5 separate regions of the Mus musculus genome follow, and regions 1, 3, 4 and 5 are each linked to region 2. Evidence: chromatin contacts called from public HiCAR-type and promoter capture Hi-C data. All regions are on one chromosome and are shown on one strand. The core of a region is the stretch at or near the end of the contact, and the rest is flanking DNA. Distances in the headings are between cores, read along the strand shown. Region 1 holds the start of Cd163l1 (CD163 molecule-like 1). Region 2 holds the start of Syce1 (synaptonemal complex central element protein 1). Region 3 holds the start of Caly (calcyon neuron-specific vesicular protein). Region 4 holds the start of Adgra1 (adhesion G protein-coupled receptor A1). Region 5 holds the start of Mtg1 (mitochondrial ribosome-associated GTPase 1).

Region 1 (2,700 bases), core at 186-2,685, 570 kb after region 2:
CATTTCTCTGCCACCTGAGGGAAGTTTGGGCCTCCCTCTGAGTTATCCATCACTAACCCCACCCCACCCCCAAGCTTCCTCATCCTCCTTGCCCTGCTCCTCCTTGGAAGTAGTAGTGTACTCTGGCCTTGCCTCTTACATAAAGGCATGTCATTAGGACCTGCAACCCTATGCACAACTGTCTTCACAAGTCCCAGCTTGTCTCACTCTCTGCAGCTGTCCCCATTACTACTGGGTGACTTCAGTTCAGCACCATGGTCACCTCCTTTCTGGGCACCTGGACAACCACGGAGTGAAAGGTTTTTCTCAGTAGGCTTCAAGGACCCACAATCTGCTTTCCTCCCCTGCTACAAGCCTTGCCATGTCTTTAAGTGCTCTTTTCTCCCCCCCTTCTCTCTCTCTCTCTCTCTCTCTCTCTCTCTCTCTCTCTCTCTCTCTCTCTCTCTCTCTCTCTCTCTCTCCCTCCCTCCCTCCCTCCCTCTCTCTCTCTCTCTCTCTCTCTGTCTCTCTCTCTCTCTCTCACACACACACACACACACACACACACACACACACACACATACACACAGCCTGAACTTACTGCTACCTCCCATGCCTTCCCTTCCATATAGAAGTCAGCCCTTCCATATTCTCTACCCTAGAGTGAGTGGAAGCTCTGTAACACTCAATATTGCTCAATTATCAAGCTCTCCCACTATCCTATGGCCCCAACACAGCCAGAGTTGACATTGGACAAAGAAGGACCTATAGATCTATGGCATTTGGTGTTCATCTAGGTCCCAGGGACCAGAAACACTGTTGCACTCCCCATGACCAGGCTTAGACTTAGCCCTGCATCTGGGCTCTGTACTCATCTGTGCTTGGGCTGGACCTACACTTTTGATATTACAGGAGGACCCTCAAGTGTCAAGACCTTTGTATGTCACAGCCTGGCCCTGGGAAGTCCAAGCTTCCTCAAGCTGAGTGAGACAGCTGGTTATAGCTAGAGAGTCTCATGCCCCTGGACCTGGACACCCAAGGTCTACTGCTTCCTCCATGTTATGTGTATAAATATGCAAAGCAGAAAAACTTACCAGTGAGAGCTGCCCCGAGAGTGAGAAGAGACCCTAAACTCAGAGGCCAGAGCGTTGTCCTCATGGCCGCACGAAGTCCAGAGCCTCAGCTGCAGCGATAAAGGAGATCTCGTCCCAGAGCCAATTTTATAGATGTAAGAGAACCATTAGCCTGTGTCCGATGCATACAGTAAGAGCCTCTCCACGGCACATCAGCAGCTCTACGTCTCCGTCTGTGGCAGAGCAGTCAATGTCCTTGCTGGTCCTGAGCACCACCAGACATGAACAAGAGGCTGGGGTGGTTTCCTCCCATACTGATAACCACTGAAGGAGAGCCTCACCCAGACCCTGCCACCAGACAGGTGGCCTGTCTTTCACAGAGTGGAGTGAGGGCTATATCTATGTACCCCACCCAGAACCTATCACCAGCACAGACAGTGTACCCAAGAGAAGCATTTCGTGCAGCATAGGTGGCATCCTTGGAGATTTGTAGAGTTCCAATTGGAACAGGAGAATGAGGCAGACCAGATAACTGTGTAAGAGCTCTGGAAAGAATGAAGTCACTGAAATAGAGAGTCCAGAGAAAGGGCAGCACAGCACGCCAAGCCTACCAGAGACTCACCTACTCAGAAGAAGGAATCAAGGAGTCTCATAACACAAAACCAAAATGTCTGAGATCTGCAGAGAACCACCCATCCTGTGAAAAACCAGGAAACTCACAAGGCAAGGATAAATGTTATGACCATCTGTGAGGACCTGAAAACAGACTCCTTGAAAATGCTTCTGCAATTGCCAATTCTTTCGAAACAAATGGAAACAAACAGAAAGTCTCAGCGAAAAACTCATATAACCATAGGACCAACGTGAAGATGTGGTGAAATCCGGACTCTCGTCTTTATGGGTATGGGACATAGTGCAAAGTTGTGGAAAATACTGTAAAGGTTTCTCAGGACCACTCGTCCTATGAAATCAGCTCTTCCAAAAGCTAAACAAAAGGTGCCCAGGAATTCTACTCGGACATTTTGGTCTGCAGACGCAATGAAGGGGATACTGGGAAAGGATAGACTGTGGGTCTGCAGACACAAGAAGGGGATACTGGCTGAAAACTCCCCAAATATGTGAAAGACACAGGCTTACAGATTTAATAAACAAATCCTCAATGGAATCCTCAAGTTCTAATGTTTAAAACTCTGGGGAAACCTCACTGAAAACAGCTACACATAAAGAGTTGTTGCCAATGGTTCTCAACCTTCCTAATGCTGCAACCCTTCAATACAGTCTCTCATATTGTGTCGACCCCCAACCATAAAACCATTTCATTGCTAATTCATAACTGTAAGTTTTATACTGCTATGAGTTATGACATAAATGTCTGATGTTCAGGATATTTGATATATGACCCCTGTGAAAAGGCCGTTCAACCTTCAAAGAGGTGGCAATTCACATGTAGAGAACCACTGCTGTTGAGAACCACTGAGTGACAGAGAATCTCATCTGACACAGAAGCCCATAGAAAGTGGAACAGCCATCAGCCAACTCAAATCCTGAACTTGATAACAAGTGCCCTCCTGGATGAAGGGAAGTAAAGAATCTCAAATGAAAAGACCGGCAGCCCTGCCCTTGCAGGAGAAAGCTCTCTTAACAGGAA
Region 2 (2,700 bases), core at 100-2,599:
TTCCTCCTATAGGGCTGCAGACCCCTTCAGCTCCTTGGGTACTTTCTCTAGCTCCTTCACTGGGGACCCTGTGCTCTGTCCAATGAATGACTGTGAGCATCCACTTCTGTATTTGCCAGGCACTGGCATAAGCTCACAGGGGACAGGTATGTCAGGGTCCTGTCAGCAAAATCTTGTTGGCATATGCAATAGTGTCTGGGTTTGGTGGTCCATGGTAATTCTTAAACCAATCAAGTTGATAATGAAGATTAACGATCATAAGTAGGAAAGGAGTGTGTGTCTATTTGCTGCCCTTTAAAATATACAGACACGTAACTATTACATTCTCACATTTATAATCATGAAAAATTATATATATAAACAATCACCTTCACATATATATGTATGTATATGATTGTGCTCTGTTAATCCTGTCAATATATCAAATAATCAAATCACAAGGAGTGATTTCATTCCTTCTGAATTTGTAAATATTTATTTTGTGTTCCAGGGTATAGTCTATTTTAGAAAAGTTCATATATACATACATACACACACACACACACACACACACACATACACACACACACACACACACACACACACACATATATAATTTTATTCTTGGTCTTCAATGAAGCAGAATGCAGAATTCTTTATATATATATATATATATATATATATATATATATACATACATATATATAATTTTAATATTTATTACACATAGTATTTTAGTCTTGATCCTCAAGAAAACAATGCATAATTCTTAATATATCATACTATTTATTTCCCTATGGCCACTTAATAAACTGCTGGAGTATTGTGGTATAAGAAATTCTGTACCCGTGTCATAGATGAGCAAGGTGAGACCTCCCAGGACTGTGTAGAATGTGCCAGAAATGCTCAGACCTGGACTGTTTTGGCAAGACGGCTTAGGCATAGCATGATTGGAGACACCCACAGGCTTTTTTGAAGTAGTGGTGAACGGTCTCTTGGCAACTGGGAACTGGGCTGTTTAGCATGTTCACGGAAGGTCCTTGGGGTTCTTTCAGCAGGCATCATGGGTCCGCTCAGGATCACCGTTCTGTCTGAGGGCAGAAAATTTCCACATTCTAACCCTAACTCTAACTTTGACGACCTAACCTTTGTAGAGGGTGAGGCCTTTATGCTTGTTCATGCACTTGCCTCTGAAACTGGCCAAACACTGCTTGGAAGTCTTCACTCCGACTATCACGTTTAAATCGGACTTGTATTTGGTGGTAGTGGTGGTGGGGGCATGGCTTTACCCTTGCGCATGCGCAGCAGCTAGCCACGCGGTCCTCTCGTGTTTCCCCGCGCAGCGTACTGCGCAGGTGCAGTGTCTAACAGCCTGGAAGCTGCTGCGGCAGCTGAGGAAGTGGAGCAGTATGGCCACCAGACCGCAGCCGTTGGGTATGGAGCCCGAGGGCTCAGCAGACCTGCTCCACGGGCCTGAGGGGGCCAGAGGTAGTGGCTGAAGGGTGCCTGGGTTGGCATGGTGAGCTGGCGGGGGTGAGCGGGCTGCCTGTCGAGGTCTGAGGAGATCACGCGGGCGGACGCGAACCCCGGGAGAGGGCTGACTGGGATCCTGACTGAGGAGAAGCCAGCTTGCTGTCTCCCTGTGATGCCAGGCCTAGTGTGGGGTTGTTGTAGGTCACACACCTGTCACCTTCAGAACGGGCGGGCCCGCACCAGGGCCTGTGGCACCAGGCCTGAAGTCCTGTGACCCTACCGAGCTGCAGTCGCCCTTTTGCCGTCCAGAACTTGATGCCATCTTAGCGCCTCTGCCAAGGGGGTGCTGGGACCGCGTCCGAACAAAACCTCGGTTCTCAGAACTTTTCTGCACCTTTCTGTGTATGGGGCGGTAGAACGATATTTTTATTGTGATAAATTTAAGTTTATACAAAAGCGTAGAGCAAGGTGGGCGTACGCTGTGATTCTCCTGCCCAGCTTTGATGGTTAGGATGGTTTGTCAGCCCTCCCCCATCCCCATCACTCAGTCCTCTGTTTTATGACCGACCACCCCAGACAGACCAGACAACCCCATAAATGGCCCATATGTGTCTAGAGGACAAGTACTCCAGAAAAATAACAGTTTCTACAGCTATACAACAGCACCAATTCCCCAATCACATAAAGTATCTAGTTGCTTTTAAAAATCTATTTCTTTTTATTATTATTATTATTATTTTGTAAAAGCATTTTACTGGGGGCTTGGTTTCAGTTTCTACAGGGTCAGTACATTTGTATCATGGCATGAATCATGGTAGCAGGCAGGCCATTAGGCCATAGTGCTGGAGCTGAGAGCTATTTTTTTTTAAGTATTCACATATTTAAATGTAATATGTTAAATTACATTTTACATATTACGTTTAAATATATGTAATATATTGAAATCTCTGAGAGGATGCTCCCCTCCACCAGGGCTCCCTTCTCCCTGGGGTCTCAAGTCTCTCAAGGATTAGGCACATCTTCTCCCACTGAGGCCAGACCTGGACCTCTTTTGCTATGTATGTGCTAAGGGCCTCAGACCAGGCTCTCTATGCTACCTGATTGGTGGCTCAGTCTCTGGGAGCTCCCTAGGATCTGGGTGAGATGAGACTACTGGTCTTCCTATAGGGTTGCCCTCCACTTCAGCTTCTTCAGTTCTTCTAAATCAACCATAGGGGTCCCCGACTTCAGTCCAATGGTTGGGTGTAA
Region 3 (2,700 bases), core at 44-2,543, 710 kb after region 2:
GATGGCTCAGCGGTTAAGAGCACTTGACTGTTCTTCTGAAGGTCCTGAGTTCAAATACATGGTGACTCACAACCATCCGTAATAAGATCTGATGCCCTCTTCTGGTGTGTCTGAAGACAGCTACAGTTTACTTTTGTATAATAATAAATAAATCTTTAGGCTGGATTGAGTGGGCTCCACCAGAGTGAGCAGAGGTCCTGAATTCAAATTCCCAGCAACCACATGATGGCTCACAACCATCAGTACAGCTACAGTGTACTCATATACATAAAATAAATAAATAAATCTTTTTTAAGGCGGATTCCAGTCAACAGCAAGACAGAACTGTGAACAGAGAGTACTGCTGCCTCGAGCGGAAGACCAGGAGAAGCACGGCCACTAGAGATGCCCTGTGTGAAGCGAGGCATACTATCAACTAAACATCTGTCCAGTGCCTTCTGCATATTACCATTATTCAGGCACCAGTGACCAAGCAAGACAAGGCCAGTCCTAGGAAAGCTTCCAGCCCAGAAATTCAGACATGGAAAGGCGTCTAGAGGAGCGCCCTCTAGGTCAGAGGCCAACCACAGCTGTCCTGACCCCAGCTTCTATTGTGAGATCTCAGGGGAAGGAACAGGCTCTCCCTTAACCCCTGGAATCCCAGCTGGAGGAGCAGCCAGGGCTCCTCTGGTCTCCTGGTTGCCCCCCTGCAGTGAAGTGACATGAGATGTGAGAACTGGTGTGATGTATGCCTTTGCATGCTGTGTGTGTCAGGGGTGTAAATTGTGTATGAAGTGTGTCTTAGCAATATGTAGCCGGGCAGTGGTGGCGCACGTCTTTAATCCCAGCACTTGGGAGGCAGAGGCGGTGGATTTCTGAGTTTGAGGCCTGGTCTACAGAATGAGTTCCAGGACAGCCAGGGCTACACAGAGAAACCCTGTCTTGAAAAACAAAAAACAAACAAATAAACAAAAATCAACAACAAAAAAAAAGAAAGAAAGAAAGAAAGAAAGAAAGGAAGGAAGGAAGGAAGGAAGGAAGGAAGAAAGAAAGAAAGGAAGGAAGGAAGAAAGAAAGAAAGAAAGCAAGCAATATGTGCGTATGGGAGGGTGAAGTGTGTATCAAGTATGTGAAATGTATTTCGTGGGTGTGTGAAGTGCTTGTGTCAGGTGTGTGAGTGTGATAAGAGACAGTGCAGAGATCTGCCGTGGGAGGGGGTGTGAGGCCACCTGAGCCACAGTGGTCCCTCCTCCAGCCTGCATCTCCATGGCAACCACAGCCTCGCTCTCAGGCTTCAGCCCCTAGCCCGCCCCGCCTGGTGGTGAAGCGCCTGGAACTGCATCCTCCGCATCTACACTGCATCCCTGTCCTCCCGCGACTGCGTCCTGCAGCAACTGCCTGTGAGCCATTTCCACGTTTCTCCTTTTGGAATGGGGACGAGGGGGCCAGCATGTGTGCGTGGGTGTGCAAGGGTGCAGGGATGTGAGAGGTGCGAGGAAGGGGGCGGGTGCAAGAGTGTGTGACTGTGCGTCTGTGGGATGTACGTGCAAAGATATGGGTGTAGGGGTTGAGAGTCTATGTGGGAGTGATTTGACTGATCCGATGTCTGCCAGAGCGGTGGAGCACAGCCATCTCCTTCCTGTGGTCTCCACTAGAAGTCAGGTTGGCCCCGCTGGCTCCGGTGGAGGGTGGTCATTAGACCTCTCGGGACAGTTGGGGGCAGCAGCTCTGCTGGCTTGAGGTGGATGGAAAGGTCCCTAGACCTCAAGGTATGTCGAGAAACCCCTACAGGCCAGTGGCAGCCTGGACATTAGGAAGAATTATGGCTGCTCAGCCTGCACAAACCCCATATGAAGCTGCAAATCCTTATCCTGGGCATAGTAGGGTAGCAGGGGCGGCGGGACAGCTGGACCTCATCTCGCCCAGTTCATGGTGACTGCAGACCCCCTCCTTGTGGGCTGGCTCCACCTCTGCAGGTCTGGGAGAGCCAGTGGGAGCTGTGCATCTCCAAGGTGGCCCAGGGGCAAAACCGTCAGCTCCTGTTCGGGTCTGACTGCTGGGTGCTGGGTGTTAAAAAAGGAAACAGCTCGATGGAGAGAAAGGGATTAGCAGAAGGGGTGTTGCCCAGAACATTGAGCGTTAGGGCCTGATGGGGGTCGCTGAGTGAAGGTTAAAGGATGGTAGGAGGTATGATAGCCATTTGTCTCAAACCACCTGCCGCGGGGCTTGGCTCTAGATGCTGGGCCACAGGTGGCTGGTGAGTGTCGGGAGCCACAAGCAGCTGTGCCCCTCCTCTCTGTCCCTCTTTGCTTGGGCCCCACAGAACAACAGCCGTTCAAACTGGAGGCAAACATCTATGACCTAAAAGGCTTGGGTGCAAGCAGACCAGGGTGGGCACTGCGGCAGCGTCGTAAGAGGAGAGCACGAGCCCCCACCAATGTGCACTTCTGTGTGACGCAGCATGAAAGGGTCCGTGTGAACGTGAGTCTGTGACCTCTAACCCAGCTTTTATGGGTTTTCAAATAAAAATTCGCATCCTCCAATATTTGTCCGTCAGCGTCTTGTTGGTGCATAGACCGTGATCAGAGATACCCGCCCCACCACCCCCGGAGAGCGCTGAAAATGAAAAACAAACTCTCGGGAGACCAAATGACAGAGTGGGATAGAGGGGAGGACCCGTGGATGATGTTAGGAAGTCTTCCCAATTCTAAACCTTTATGA
Region 4 (2,700 bases), core at 34-2,533, 950 kb after region 2:
TCTGATGTGAACGGCAGGGTTTTGGTCAAAGCTTTAGGCCCCTTGGGCTGTGTACTCACCATGAGCCCTGCAGAGTTAGGGAGGCAAGCGCACTGATGGGGTTGCTGGCACCGACCACTATGTTGCACCCTTCTCCCCTCTAGCCTCCATGGCCATCTGGAAGGTCAAGTCCCACACAGTCACGGTCGAGCTCCTGGGAAGGCTACCTCAGAGTGACTGTGTCAAGATGAATGGGGATCTGCAGGCTGACCCACCTGCAAAGACAATGCATGGTCAGAGTGCAAGGGAGCCTGATACTGGTCAATACCCAGGTATACTCAGGGGGCACTCAGTCCCTTCCCAAGTTTGCCCCTTTCTGGCTCCTATGAACCTGGCCAGCCTGTTGGAGTCCTTAGCTCAGGCTTCATCTGAGGCACCCAGAGAGGTGGTAACAACCTGGGCTTTGGGACTTGGGAGGAAACCTGGCTCCTGGCAGCCGGAAAGCATCCCTTAAGTAGTCTCTGCTCGCCATCCCAACATAAGACCGTAACTTGGTTATTTCGGGCTGCACAAGCCAGACCAGCATTATCAATTGAAATCAAGAGAGTCAAATAAACCTGAGTAAATCTCTCAGTGCCCAGGAAGACCTGGCAGGCAGAAGCTGCTGCTGCCGCCTGATGTAGCTAGATCTTGAGGGCTGGCGTCTCCCGCATGGACATTCTTGCTTGGCTGGAACTATGTGGTCTTGCTAAGGCTCCAAGCTCTAGACTTACCCAAAGTTATTCAGAATCCACCTTCCCAACAGCAAGAGTGGCCGAATCTCTCACAGCGTTTCTGCTCCAGAAATGGCCCTCATGAGTGGACACTGTGGCCGGCCAGTAGCTTGGGCACAAGCCCTACCCCTCCCCTTCCCTTCTCAGACATCAGGAGAAAGCCACCCAACTTCTCACCTATTTTGGTAAAGGCAGCCGAAGAGGCACAGGTCTCCTGCTTCTCACAGGCGAGATGTGGCATGTCCCTCGTGCTAGGGAACAGCTTTCTATGACGAAAGGCATGAGATTGGAGCTTATAAGTGGAGTTATCAACAGATTGCAGGGCTGCAGCCTGGCGACTGGCTGTGGCCAGAGCACTGCGCTGGGGACGGAGCTCTGCACCCGGAGGGAGTGAGTCAGAGCCGAGAAGAGCAGGCATCCAATGCGCTCTCTGCAGGCAGTTTCCAGCTCTGGGTTGGGGGACGCCAGCCGCCTGCGCGCCGGATTTCTGCAGCAACAGCCAGGGGAATGAAGGACCGGCCGGGAAGCAGGAGCTGTAACCATGGGGACTGGGGGAGGCGCGGACCGCGGCAGCGCCGTGCCCTGGCTCCCTGCGGCAGAGCGGGAATGGTTCTTCCCAGCCCGGCGGCCGGCTGCCCGTCACACTGCAGAGTCGATTTAAAGAGACAACCGACCAGGGTTTGCTGCTTGCTTCCAACCGATTCAGACAACTCACATTAAAGCATTTTCCCCAAAAGGAGGACAGGATGATGTTATTTCATTTTAAAAAGAGATCCCTGTCTCTCGAGGGCTGCAGGAACAGGAAGGTGAAAACGGAAATTGATTTTGGAAGAATCTTCACAATCCATGTATTAAAATACTGTTCAAATCCAAATTTTCCGAAACTGAGGTGAAGACTGTGTGAGCATGAGTCAGCAGGGCTGCTCCTGTCTGTGGACATGGCCTGGCGGGGCAGAAAGTGTCTTCCCTAACCCCAGTGTTGAACCCTTCTCCAAGCCTGGGCCAAAGGACTGAGTGTTGAGAAGGAAAGTGTACAGAGGCGTGAGTCAGAGTCCAGCTCATCTGCTGTGGGATGGCTTGGCCCAGACTGGTTGCCTGAGGGGAGAGTTGGATCAGGTCAAGCTTTTTCACAAAGTTTATCCCCTTGGCAGATGTTGGCATGACATTGTGATTAGGAGACACCTGTTTGGGGACCATTCCCTTCCCTCTCCACCTGGCTCCTTTTCTTGTAGCACCTCCATCCCACCTAGCAACTTTGCTCTTCAGGTGCTGTTAAAGCTAGTGTCTACTCTAGGAGGCCCCTAGGTTCTTGCTACTCTGGAGTTTAAAGGATTGGAAGCTAGAGTTCCTGGGGCAGGGGAGGTAGTTAAAGGATCATAAAGATAGAATTAGACCCAGGGACATTGTGATTTTTGTTTTAGAAATCCTGTGGTGTGTAACCTCTGGGTGGGGTGTGGTCAACTCTCCTGTCCCAGTCCTCAGTGGGAACACTGAGCCCCGAACTTCAGATAAGGGACTTGACCCTGAGGAATTCTGTCTGCTCAGCACCCTATGAGTGATGGAGGCCTCCATGTGTTCTGAACTCTCAGAGTCTCTTCTCCAGGAACTGGAGGCCAGCCAAAGTCCCTGATGGATCCTGGATGATAGTCTTAGTCGGGTGGATAGGGAACGGGGCAGAAAGGAGAGCAGGAAGTATGTAGGGGGAGGTGGCTCTGAATCAGAGTAGGCTCTGACACTGGTCTTCTGCTCAGGGCTCCAGGTCTGTCACAGGTGGTCCAGGCCCTCAGGAGAGGCAGAAGAGGCCTGGCTACTGGCCCCTGGACTCTATGTACTGCGTGAGTGATGATTCTCAGCTTCTTCCTGGAGTGGCCAGAAGGAGTCTATCTCCTTGTATTGTGTAGCTGAAGTTTCCAAAAACAGAGCCCAAGGCCTGGCTTTATAAATACTC
Region 5 (2,700 bases), core at 123-2,622, 650 kb after region 2:
AGGTTAGTAGGATCATTTCATCTCCGGTTTCATAATTTACCCCTAAAAATATCAAAGTAAACAAGAGGCTGAGACAAATAAGATATCAGATGGGCCGGGCGTAGTGGCACACGCCTTTAATCCCAGCACTTGGGAGGCAGAGGCAGGCGGATTTCTGAGTTCAAGGTCAGCCTGGTCTACAGAGTGAGTTCCAGGACAGCCAGGGCTATAAAGAGAAACCCTGTCTGGGGGGGGGGGGGGGGGAGAGATATCAGATGGGAGCCTAAAAATAAAAACACCAGCCTAGACCCCACGAGGGAGATTCTGATCTAAAAGGGCCCTAGCTATTGATGTAAAAGCCTCCCGGGAACTCTAATGTGTAATGAGAATTGGAAAACACTGCTTTATGTCCCAGTAATTACAAAAGAAGCTGTCGCAGCTGTAGACATAATGATGGACCAGAGGCAGAGCAGACTAAACTGTCTGAAGGAGATGGAGAGGAACCAGGAAAGCATCCTGCTGCTGCCTTTACAGTCGAGCAGAGGTGCTCCCCTCTACAGCGTAAAAGGATATCCTGGCGTCATGAACCTCGATAACACAATCCACCGACTTCAGACTGCTCTGCATCTTCTTTAGTCCTAGAAAATAGAGGGGCACTAAGGAAACAGCCAAAGGGGGCAAGTTTAAGTTCTCCTAGGGGAATACATCTGAGAACCATCAGTGCACACAGGGTTAAAGGAGGCAGCATTCTGAGCCACGTTCCACGGTGCCCCGATGGTTCTGGAAGGTACATTTCACACAAGATGGTCTTAATCAGGAAGTTCCTGATACTGTGCGGACTTAATACCCTCACTGCACAGAAACACTGAGGCTCCGCACCGCAACTGCCACCTGTCCACTCACACTCCCGGCGCCTTTTCTGCCACACACTATAATCTCGCATGGCTGCGGCAGCCAAGACCACAGCAAACAGCAGCCTAGGACCGCACTACGTCTACAGCTGCCTGGGGCCAAGTTGTGACCTATAAACTCAGACATCAGCTTGCATGTGACTTAAAGGGACCACTCAGTGCGTCTCAAAAGTATCAAGCACAAAACAGCTCTCCAACCCGATGCCAGGAAGGCGAACCAAGGAACCGCCAGGACCGGCGCCCGTGCCGCCTGCAGCCCATGCTGGCCTCACCCTTGGCCATGTGGCCGGGGAACCAGCGTGCTACATCGTGACCTTGCAGAGGGAAGCACTCGCGCCAAGCGCCCCGGACGGCACCCCATGCCTGCGGCCACAGCCTCATGTCACTGGTGTCGGAAGAGTTCGCAGTCGGACCGCCTCCGCCAGGGCCTGGATCTGCTCACAGGGTTCCGGCGCGCCTGGGTTCCGTGCGCGACTGCGCATGCGCCTGACTCGAGCACTCTGGGATAAGCAGGGGCACGGGGTTGGCCCGGTAGTGCTCCATTCTCAGGATTCCTGAGCTTATGTGAGGTTCTTTTCAGGGATTTGAAGATAGTCTCCTTTTTTTTCTTTTGGAAAGACGATATATATATATAAAATATTATATTTGCTCTTATGTTGTGGTTGCGCACACTTTTTATCCCCAGCACCAGAGGCAGAGGCCAGTAAGTGGCTCTCAGTGTGCTTGAGACCAGCCTGGTGGATTCCAGAGCCAGTGCTACATGGTAAGACAGAGAAAAACAACAACAAAAAGACTCAATTTCATTTATTTATATTTTTTCTCATTTTTAATAGGTATTTTCCTCATTTACATTTCCAATGCTATCCCAAAAGTTCCCCATACCCACCTTCCCACTCCCCTTTTTTTGCCCTGGCGTTCCCCTGTACTGGGGCATATAAAGTTTGCAAGTCTAATGGGCCTCTCTTTCCAGTGATGGCCTACTGGGCCATCTTTTGATACATATGCAGCTAGAGACAAGAGCTCCGGGGTACTAGTTAGTTCATATTGTTGTTCCACCTATAGGGTTGCAGTTCCCTTTAGTTCCTTGGGTGCTTTCTCTAGCTCCTCCATTGGGGGCCCTTTATATTTTTATTTGAAGTGTCTGTGTATGCCATGTGTTAGCGGATACGCCCAGAAGCCAGTGGATCCTCTGGACCTGGAATTACAGGGGCTTTTGAGTTGTTTGACTGGGTGCTGAGAATTGAACTTCAGTCCTGTGCAATAGCAGCAATCATTCTTAACCTCCAAGCCATCTCTCCAGTCCCAATCTGGAGATTTTTCACTATATTCCAAATCTTTCAGGTTTGAGGATATATAGCATGGAGGATAACAAGCTGGCCTGGCCTAGCATGCCCAAGATTCTAGGGTTTCATAGGGAAGCCAGAAGAAATTGGGCTGCTGGCAATGAAGATGTGGCTTCTCCATGGTGGGAAATTGGCCTAGAAATTTAAACTTAAAATCTAGGCACATTTTTCTTCCTTTTGAGACAATATCTCACTTTGTAGCCTACGCTACCAAAACTCAGGCAGGTGTGACAGCACACACCAGTAATCCTAGCATATGAGAGATTTGAGGCAAGAGGGTCAGGAACTCAGGGTCAGCCTGAGCTTCATGAGGCAGTCTAAAAAAAGTCGTCTTTCTCCCTCGTATACTCATATAAATCAATGTAAGGAAATTGAGTTGTCCCCTATCAGTTCCCGGGCCTGCCTTAGAACTTTCAAGTGTTACACACACACACACACACACACACACACACACACACCTGTAATGC

Evidence for each region. Promoter capture Hi-C pulls out the DNA fragments that hold promoters and counts their contacts. HiCAR-type assays count read pairs that join an accessible place to other places.
Region 1: a contact with region 2 is called in a promoter capture Hi-C map of embryonic stem cells, with 5 times the contacts expected there. The contact joins the promoter of Cd163l1 here to the promoter of Syce1 in region 2. A contact is called at or near these places in 10 of 39 promoter capture datasets (the C10 cell line, cranial neural crest, embryonic stem cells and 6 more), 4 of 484 Hi-C or Micro-C datasets (bone marrow-derived macrophages, embryonic stem cells and nephron progenitors), 2 of 115 datasets of contacts at active chromatin or transcription factors (both in embryonic stem cells) and 1 of 9 other capture datasets (embryonic stem cells).
Region 3: a contact with region 2 is called in a promoter capture Hi-C map of embryonic stem cells, with 19 read pairs. The contact joins the promoter of Caly here to the promoter of Syce1 in region 2. A contact is called at or near these places in 1 of 39 promoter capture datasets (embryonic stem cells), 9 of 484 Hi-C or Micro-C datasets (bone marrow-derived macrophages, embryonic stem cells and liver), 10 of 115 datasets of contacts at active chromatin or transcription factors (SST interneurons, bone marrow-derived macrophages, craniofacial prominence and 6 more) and 2 of 9 other capture datasets (liver and macrophages).
Region 4: a contact with region 2 is called in a promoter capture Hi-C map of embryonic stem cells, with 3 times the contacts expected there. The contact joins the promoter of Adgra1 here to the promoter of Syce1 in region 2.
Region 5: a HiCAR-type map of embryonic stem cells shows a contact between it and region 2, with 6 times the contacts expected there. The contact joins the promoter of Mtg1 here to the promoter of Syce1 in region 2. A contact is called at or near these places in 2 of 39 promoter capture datasets (cranial neural crest and embryonic stem cells), 2 of 484 Hi-C or Micro-C datasets (bone marrow-derived macrophages and embryonic stem cells), 8 of 115 datasets of contacts at active chromatin or transcription factors (the SCID.adh cell line, astrocytes, embryonic stem cells and 3 more) and 1 of 9 other capture datasets (adipose tissue).

What each region holds. Positions count from the first base shown.
Region 1 is chr7:140,217,002-140,219,701 of GRCm38.p6, reverse strand. It overlaps Cd163l1 (CD163 molecule-like 1), which reads right to left and starts at 1,435. Exons shown (of 14, transcript NM_172909.4): 1 at 1,074-1,435. The coding sequence starts at 1,137.
Region 2 is chr7:140,786,503-140,789,202 of GRCm38.p6, reverse strand. Syce1 (synaptonemal complex central element protein 1) reads left to right here and starts at 1,349. Exons shown (of 13, transcript NM_001143765.1): 1 at 1,349-1,467. The coding sequence starts at 1,389.
Region 3 is chr7:140,081,141-140,083,840 of GRCm38.p6, reverse strand. Caly (calcyon neuron-specific vesicular protein) reads left to right here and starts at 1,293. Exons shown (of 5, transcript NM_001190385.1): 1 at 1,293-1,379.
Region 4 is chr7:139,832,757-139,835,456 of GRCm38.p6, reverse strand. It overlaps Adgra1 (adhesion G protein-coupled receptor A1), which reads right to left and starts at 1,283. Exons shown (of 8, transcript NM_177469.3): 1 at 930-1,283; 2 at 60-254.
Region 5 is chr7:140,136,236-140,138,935 of GRCm38.p6, reverse strand. Mtg1 (mitochondrial ribosome-associated GTPase 1) reads right to left here and starts at 1,372. Exons shown (of 11, transcript NM_199301.2): 1 at 1,163-1,372; 2 at 553-617. The coding sequence starts at 1,271.